2 separate regions of the Mus musculus genome follow, and region 2 is linked to region 1. The links are chromatin contacts, called in public Hi-C maps. All regions are on one chromosome and are shown on one strand. Each heading gives the region's core, a stretch centred on a gene start, on an enhancer-like site or on the middle of the called end of the contact. The rest is flanking DNA. Distances are from core to core; before and after follow the strand shown.

Region 1 (3,362 bases), core at 847-3,346:
ATTGTATGGGGACTTTTAAGATTTATTTTGCTGTATGTGCATGTGTGTATGTGCAGCTGAGTTTATATGCACCACACCTGTGTAGGAGCCCTCAGGGGGCAGACTGCATGGGGACATTTTGCCCTCCTATAAAGTTAACAGGCAAACTGTACACTAGATTGCCATTTGTCTTTTGTTTCAAACCTGCTCTGCTTCCGGAGCAGGGAAGAGGTGAGGAAGCCATGTCACCAGCTCCAGCATCGGCTCCAGACCAGTCCACCTCATCCGCCATAGCTTCCCCACCAACAGCAGTATCCCTTAAACCATGAGCTGAATAACTACTTCCTCCCTAGGGACGGTTCCGTCAGGTGCTGTGCCCCAAAGTCAAGAAAGTTGATAAAAGGCACCTGGTTCTAATGGGTTTCTGCATTCACTCGGCGTTACAAATCACTATTTTGAACAGGCAGATGCAATCGACCTCTTACAGAGTTCTACAATTAACTTCTCCACAGGGCCACGGATGGTCTTGGATGCTAACCCAAACTAAAACTAAAATCTAATTTAACAATGCAACTTTGGACCAGTAGGTATCAGAGCACTCCCAGGATCCATATAATTAAAATCTATGATGCTCGCTTAACTGCACGGGTCTGTAGATTCCTAAAGGTGGAGGGTGGGCATCACTGCTCCTCCAGGTTATGGCTGTCTTCCCAGGTCTCGCAGTGATCACACCACACAGCCACACGTGTTAGTATCACTACCCATCATAACAGAAAGGGACTTAAACAACGGAGCTTGTGGCAGCTGCTGTGATACAGTCATCCCCTCTGGGCATAACATGACAGTCCATCACAGAACAGATGGCCTGACCTATACAATACCTTGGCCCCACAAAGGAGGGAACAGAACAAGCAAAATTCAGTGGCAGCAAGGCCTATGGTAGTGTAACAAAGGGTCCCTAAACTCTCTCCCTGGCATTCTGTTCACCATCTTCATCCTCCTTTCCCAGCTGCACGTGGTCCTGAGGGAGGGGTGGGATGCTAGATACAGAGGTGACCCATCTTGGGTAAATTCATGTCTTCAGGTCTCCCTGGAAAAAGTCACACAACAGCAGCATATACAAGTTCTCCATGACTCTGATCACTTGAAAGCTGAGGTTTGTCATTGCTACACACAGTTGGTGGCTTCCTTTGGGACAGCAGGCTCACCTCTTTCATTTCTGAGAAAAGGCCATCCATGCCCAACCCTAGATAATGCAGAGTCATCGTTTGCCTATGAATCATTCTTCACCAGAAGAGTATGTCCAAACAGCAGCTTGCTCATCTTACAGGCCAACAAGAGCACACAGCCTCGAGACAGGTAGGTTCCATGTTTTACCACACCACACTTGGGGAAAATGACCATATCCAAGGCCAACACCTAATAAACTTAAGACAGTTTCACCAATAGCATTAAGTGTTGCCTGTGCCCTGGACAGTTCTCTGCCTGACCCTACCTGCCCTTAGGGGTTGGGGGTGAGTTGGCGCAGAGTCAACGACACAGACTCCCTGAGAAACGCTGCAGCAAGCTCATCTGAGCACTGCTGCAAGCTCCTTTAGCACCCTCCATCCCCACTGGTCCCCTCATCCCCAGTGGTCCCAAGAAAGCACCTATTCTAAACAGCAGCTCCTGATTGGCTGGCACTGTTTGCACCAGCAATCCCTGTTCTCTCAGGCAGTCCTCAATTAGGTCCTCCTGCAGGAGATGCTTTTGCAGCTGCACGCACCCAGCGTTTACACAGAGGCGGCCCTGTTCCTGCTACAATTAAGTAAAACTGGCTTTTAAAAAGGCTGAGTGTCAGGGCCATGGTGGTGGCGCACACCTTTGATCCCAGCACTCAGGAAGCAGAGGCAGGTGGATCTCATGAGTTGGACGCCAGCCTGGTCTACACAGTGAGTTCCAGGACAGCCAGGGTAACATAGAGAAACCTCATCTTGAAAAACCAAAGATAAATAAATACAAGTCCTGAGCAGCTCACACTGTTTGGTGCTCCTGCTGTGATCTGTGCTGTGGAGTGAGCTTCTTCCTTTGTGACATCAGTGCAGATGACACAGGGCAACTGGCAGGAAGTCTCTTTGTAATATGAGAGCACTTGGAGGGAGCACCACGCACTGTTTCTATGAGGAATGGCTCCCTGCCTTCAGTGTCACTACATGCCACTGTTTGGTCCAGATACTGTGGGCCTTCCTTCAACGTTATTTTTGCCTGCATGTATTTTTCTGCTCCTCCACCTCTCATTGCATTTTTGCTTCTGTTCAGTGTTTTGGGTTTTGTTTTGTTTAAGATTTAAATCGTTTGTATAAACGTAGGGGCATCTATGTGCGCATGCAAGTGCAGGAACACAGGAAGTCCACAAGAGGGCAGAAGAGCCCCCTGGAGGTGTACAGGCAGTTCTGAACGGCTTGAGTTCTGGACATTGAACTTGGGTTCTCCGCGGGAGCACCAGGCGCTCCTAACCACTGAACCATCCGTCTAGACTCTTCTGAGAGTCTTTAAGTTATGTCCTTTACATGCACTTTCTTTTCTTGGAATAATTAACCTAGAAATTTCCCCTGCCCATTTAACTTCACATGGGCATCAGCGGATCTGTACTACTACCAAATAACACAGGAAAAGTACAATAATGGCTCCTGACACTCTTCCTGTCTAGATTCTATCACTAACTGGCAACATAATATATAATATCATTGCTTGGGATGATGCCAATGCTAATTGGACAACACTGCCTTGTGGGTGGTAAATTTAGTGCTTACCTAAATTTACACCATGGTGTTTGCCCTTTCCTCCCATAATCCCTCCCTGGAGTTTAAACTTCATCAGCCCTTTATTGGTGGTGAGTTTTCTTCAGCATGTCTCTCATTCCTAGAAGACGGGGTTCCCTGCCCACCCAGTGCGCATGCGCGGGCCACACCCCCCGGGGGGGGCTCTCACGGGCTGTCTTTAGAAGCCCACTGTGTCCAAGCAGCATTCTTTCACGGGCAATGTTTTTGACTCTCTGGATGTTCTTCAGACAGTCCCACACCAAATTACATTTCACATACAGTAAACGGCCCCTCTAGAAGGTGTACAAGCCGGTGTACTTTGACCGTCGTCATCTGGGACACTGGAACATCGCAACTAAGCCACCGAGCATGCTCTCCTTAGACCCCGCTCGTTCATGAGGTTCCTGATTTGCTTTTTGTCACAAAAACGAGCTTGTACTTTAGAGAATTCTGTATAAATATAATTACAAAGTATTTTCTTTCTATCTGGATTCCTTCACTCTGAATAATCGTTTGAGATTCGTGTAAGCTATTACAGGAACCAATTCTTTGTTCATTTGAATACTGAGCCGCATCCCACTG
Region 2 (2,942 bases), core at 232-2,731, 62 kb after region 1:
AATGCCTTTTTAAAAAGCCAGAAAAAGAGAGAGGAGAGAGAGACAGACAGACAGACAGAGAGAGAGAGGGAGAGAGAGAGAGAGCGCGAGCCAGCACGCACTTGGGAGACAGAGGCAGGTGGATCTGAGTTCAAAGCCAGCCTGGTCTACAGAGTTCCAGGACAGCCAGGGCTAAACCGAGAAACCCTGTCTCAAAAATAAATGAGAACAGTGAAGAGACCAGATAACCACATCCTCCTCTCAGGGACACAGCAGGTGTCCAGGAGAAGCCGAAGCTGCCAGAGCAGCACCTGAAAGCGGAGGGAAGAAGATCAGGAGGAGCTCAAGGCGAGCCTGGGCTATACCACAGCCTGGGCTATACCACAGCCTGGGCTATACTATACCCTGTGTCCATAATGTACCAGCAGAAAGAAAGCAGACAAACTCACAGTAAAAGTTCTGATAGCAATGAACACATGGGGGGGACCACACAGAGTCTCCTTTCACTTTGCCATGACTGAACACTGCTTATCACAAAAAGTAGAGACAGATGACATCAGTTACATAATTCCAAAAAGACATACTCAGACAACAATTCACACCTGGGCTGGAAGTGTGTGCTCTCAGTATTCACAAACTCCTCTTTGGATAATTTTTCTTTTGCCTCTTGGAAACTTTTTTTCCCTACGGTCTGTGTCTTTTTGTCTGATTGGTTAGTTTTTGCCTTTTTGAAACAGGGTTTTTTATTCTGTGTAATCTTGGCTGTCTAAGAACTAGCTCACAACCACCCGTATGACCCCTCCTCTGGTGCGTTTGAAGTCAGCTACAGTGTACTTATGTATAATAATAAATAAATCTTTGGGCCGGAGCAGTCAGGGACTGAGAGAGTGGAGTTGACCGGAGCGAGCAGAGGTCCTAAAGAATTCAATTCCCAACAACCACATGAAGGCTCACAACCATTTGTACAGCTACAGTGTACTCATATACATTACATAAAATAAATAAATAAATCTTAAAAAAAAAAAAATAACTCACTCTGTAGACCAGGCTGGCCTGGAACTCAGAAATCTGCCTGCCTCTGCCTCCCAAGTGCTAGGATTAAAGGCGTGTGGCACACCTGCCTGGCTAACCTGGGTCGTTTTAAAGCATCAAGGGAAGAAATCATACAAGAGGCAGAAGCTCTCTGAGCACAGACTCAGAGGGACAGCTGGGACAAGACTCAGAGTCTGGCCACTTCTGATCCCAGGGCCTGTAGGCTGTCCCTGTGCCCAGGCTGTCCCATACTTTCTAAGAGGAAAACTGAGAGATGAGCTGTGACAGCATGTCACAGGAGAGGAGAGGAGGAGAGGGGCTCCGCACTGGAGAGTCAGCAGTCCAAGTGGCTCTGGTTCCACAAGCATGCACGAGCCAGTACCTGGGAGGCCTGCCAGCACCAGCCTGCTGCTCCAGGCAACTGAGATGACCACTCCCTGCTGTTGTCAAGATGCGCTTCGAAGCTACACTTCCTAGTTCTTCTTGCACAGATCTCTTAGTTCCCCTTTCTGTCTCCTCCCCAGGCTCTTCTGCTCCTCTGTCCCACCTCCAGCCCCTGCTCAAGCTTCTAGGCATTCTTGATGAGTGAGACCCTTTCATTTAAAAATACTCCTCCACATCGATGTCTTCCCACATCAATTTTCTCTATCCACAGTAACCTTGGGTTTCTGAAGCCAAAAGCCTTAGGACACAAAGATGAGGCCATCAACTCATCTTCTTCCCTGTGGTCTACCCTTCCAGCTCTGCAGACTGCTGCCCAATCCGGCTGGCGCCGTCTTCACTACTTCCGCTTCTCCCACCCCACCAGCATCCGGGCCCAGTGGTGTCTGGGAGCAGTCCTTCCAATGCCAACCCCACTGTGGTGCTCCCCTTCTTCAAACACACCTCCACGGTTCCCTATTGCGTGTGAGGACAGCCTCAGTAGGCTCGTGAGAGGAGCTGTGGACGGCCAGCCCCACGCCTGCCTTGCCCCTCAGCTCAGTTCAGGCGGCAGCGGTGTCCTCCAGCTTGAGCTAGGCAGCACTGCCCGGCAGCTCCCCTGCCTGCACCCCCATTCCCCGTCTCATTCCTGCTGTCCCCTCAGCTTGGATAGGGCTCCTTTCTTTACATCCCTTTAGCTGGCAACCCCACTCCTCGGTGGGCACCTTGAGGGCAGGCACATATCTTAGCCAGCTGTGCATGCACAGAGCTTGGTATCACTGACGCAACTTACTATCCTGAAAAACCAACCTTGTACCTCCTAGGAAGAGAAAAGAAAGAGGCTGCGTACAATCACACAGCCCACCAGCTCTGAACTGTCCTGGGCCCTGGGCCCACGCCCACCCCTGACCTCTGACGCCCGGTGAGGGCAAGGCTCGCTGTGGGGACCCGCTTTCCGTCTAGTGAAGAGAGGAGACGACTTACCGTCATCGCTGCCGCACTCCTGCAGCACGAGTGGGTGGTGGCGTGGGAGCTTGCTCAAGGGCTGGCGGCGACCCTTGGTCTTCTTATTCTCCTCCAGGGAAAGCATGTACTCATCTGCAACCTGAGCAAAGCAGGGCCGATCAGCAGGTGATGACACCGCAGGGCAAACACCCGAGAGCCTCCCCTCTCTCGGGAGGCTGAGCTTAGAGGACAAAGGCTTGAAGGGCCACGTGTGGGATACAAAGTCTCAGAAACAGGAGGAAGGGAGGGAAGGCAGGAGAGCTGAGGGGAGAAGAGGGGCCCAGGGAACAAATAATGTAGAAATGAACAAAAGGTCAATTTGGGGGCTGGAGAGATGGATGGCTCAGTGGTTAAGCTGCTCTTCCTGACACCCACCCGGCAGCTCACAACCATCTTAAGCCCCATTTCCAGGAAGTTCAACGCCCTCTTCTGTAGTTCTCAGGCACTGTACACATGAGTGCACAGACATATACTGGTGCCACGTACTCACGCACAAATAAAAATTT

Evidence for each region. Hi-C and Micro-C count contacts between places; a contact is called where the count stands out from the background.
Region 2: a contact with region 1 is called in a Hi-C map of ECoMG myeloid progenitors, with 1.6 times the contacts expected there. The contact joins two enhancer-like sites. A contact is called at or near these places in 7 of 39 promoter capture datasets (the 3T3-L1 cell line, the C10 cell line, embryonic stem cells and 4 more), 1 of 15 datasets of contacts at CTCF or cohesin (the NIH/3T3 cell line), 41 of 484 Hi-C or Micro-C datasets (the AML12 cell line, the BV-2 cell line, the C10 cell line and 24 more), 4 of 115 datasets of contacts at active chromatin or transcription factors (bone marrow-derived dendritic cells, embryonic fibroblasts and embryonic stem cells) and 4 of 9 other capture datasets (adipose tissue, embryonic stem cells, liver and 1 more).

The regions. Positions count from the first base shown.
Region 1 is chr4:118,087,740-118,091,101 of GRCm38.p6, forward strand. All of the region lies in intron 2 of St3gal3 (ST3 beta-galactoside alpha-2,3-sialyltransferase 3), which reads right to left. Among named protein-coding and RNA genes, the nearest start is that of St3gal3, 46 kb to the right of the region's middle. Within about 2 kb of position 2,097, at least 13 of the 459 cell types and tissues checked have an H3K27ac peak or open chromatin away from gene starts, as enhancers often do. A contact at or near this core is called in ECoMG myeloid progenitors, where this site is marked.
Region 2 is chr4:118,150,775-118,153,716 of GRCm38.p6, forward strand. Kdm4a (lysine (K)-specific demethylase 4A) reads right to left here. Exons shown (of 22, transcript NM_001161823.1): 12 at 2,416-2,536. Among named protein-coding and RNA genes, the nearest start is that of St3gal3, 17 kb to the left of the region's middle. Within about 2 kb of position 1,482, at least 70 of the 459 cell types and tissues checked have an H3K27ac peak or open chromatin away from gene starts, as enhancers often do. A contact at or near this core is called in ECoMG myeloid progenitors, where this site is marked.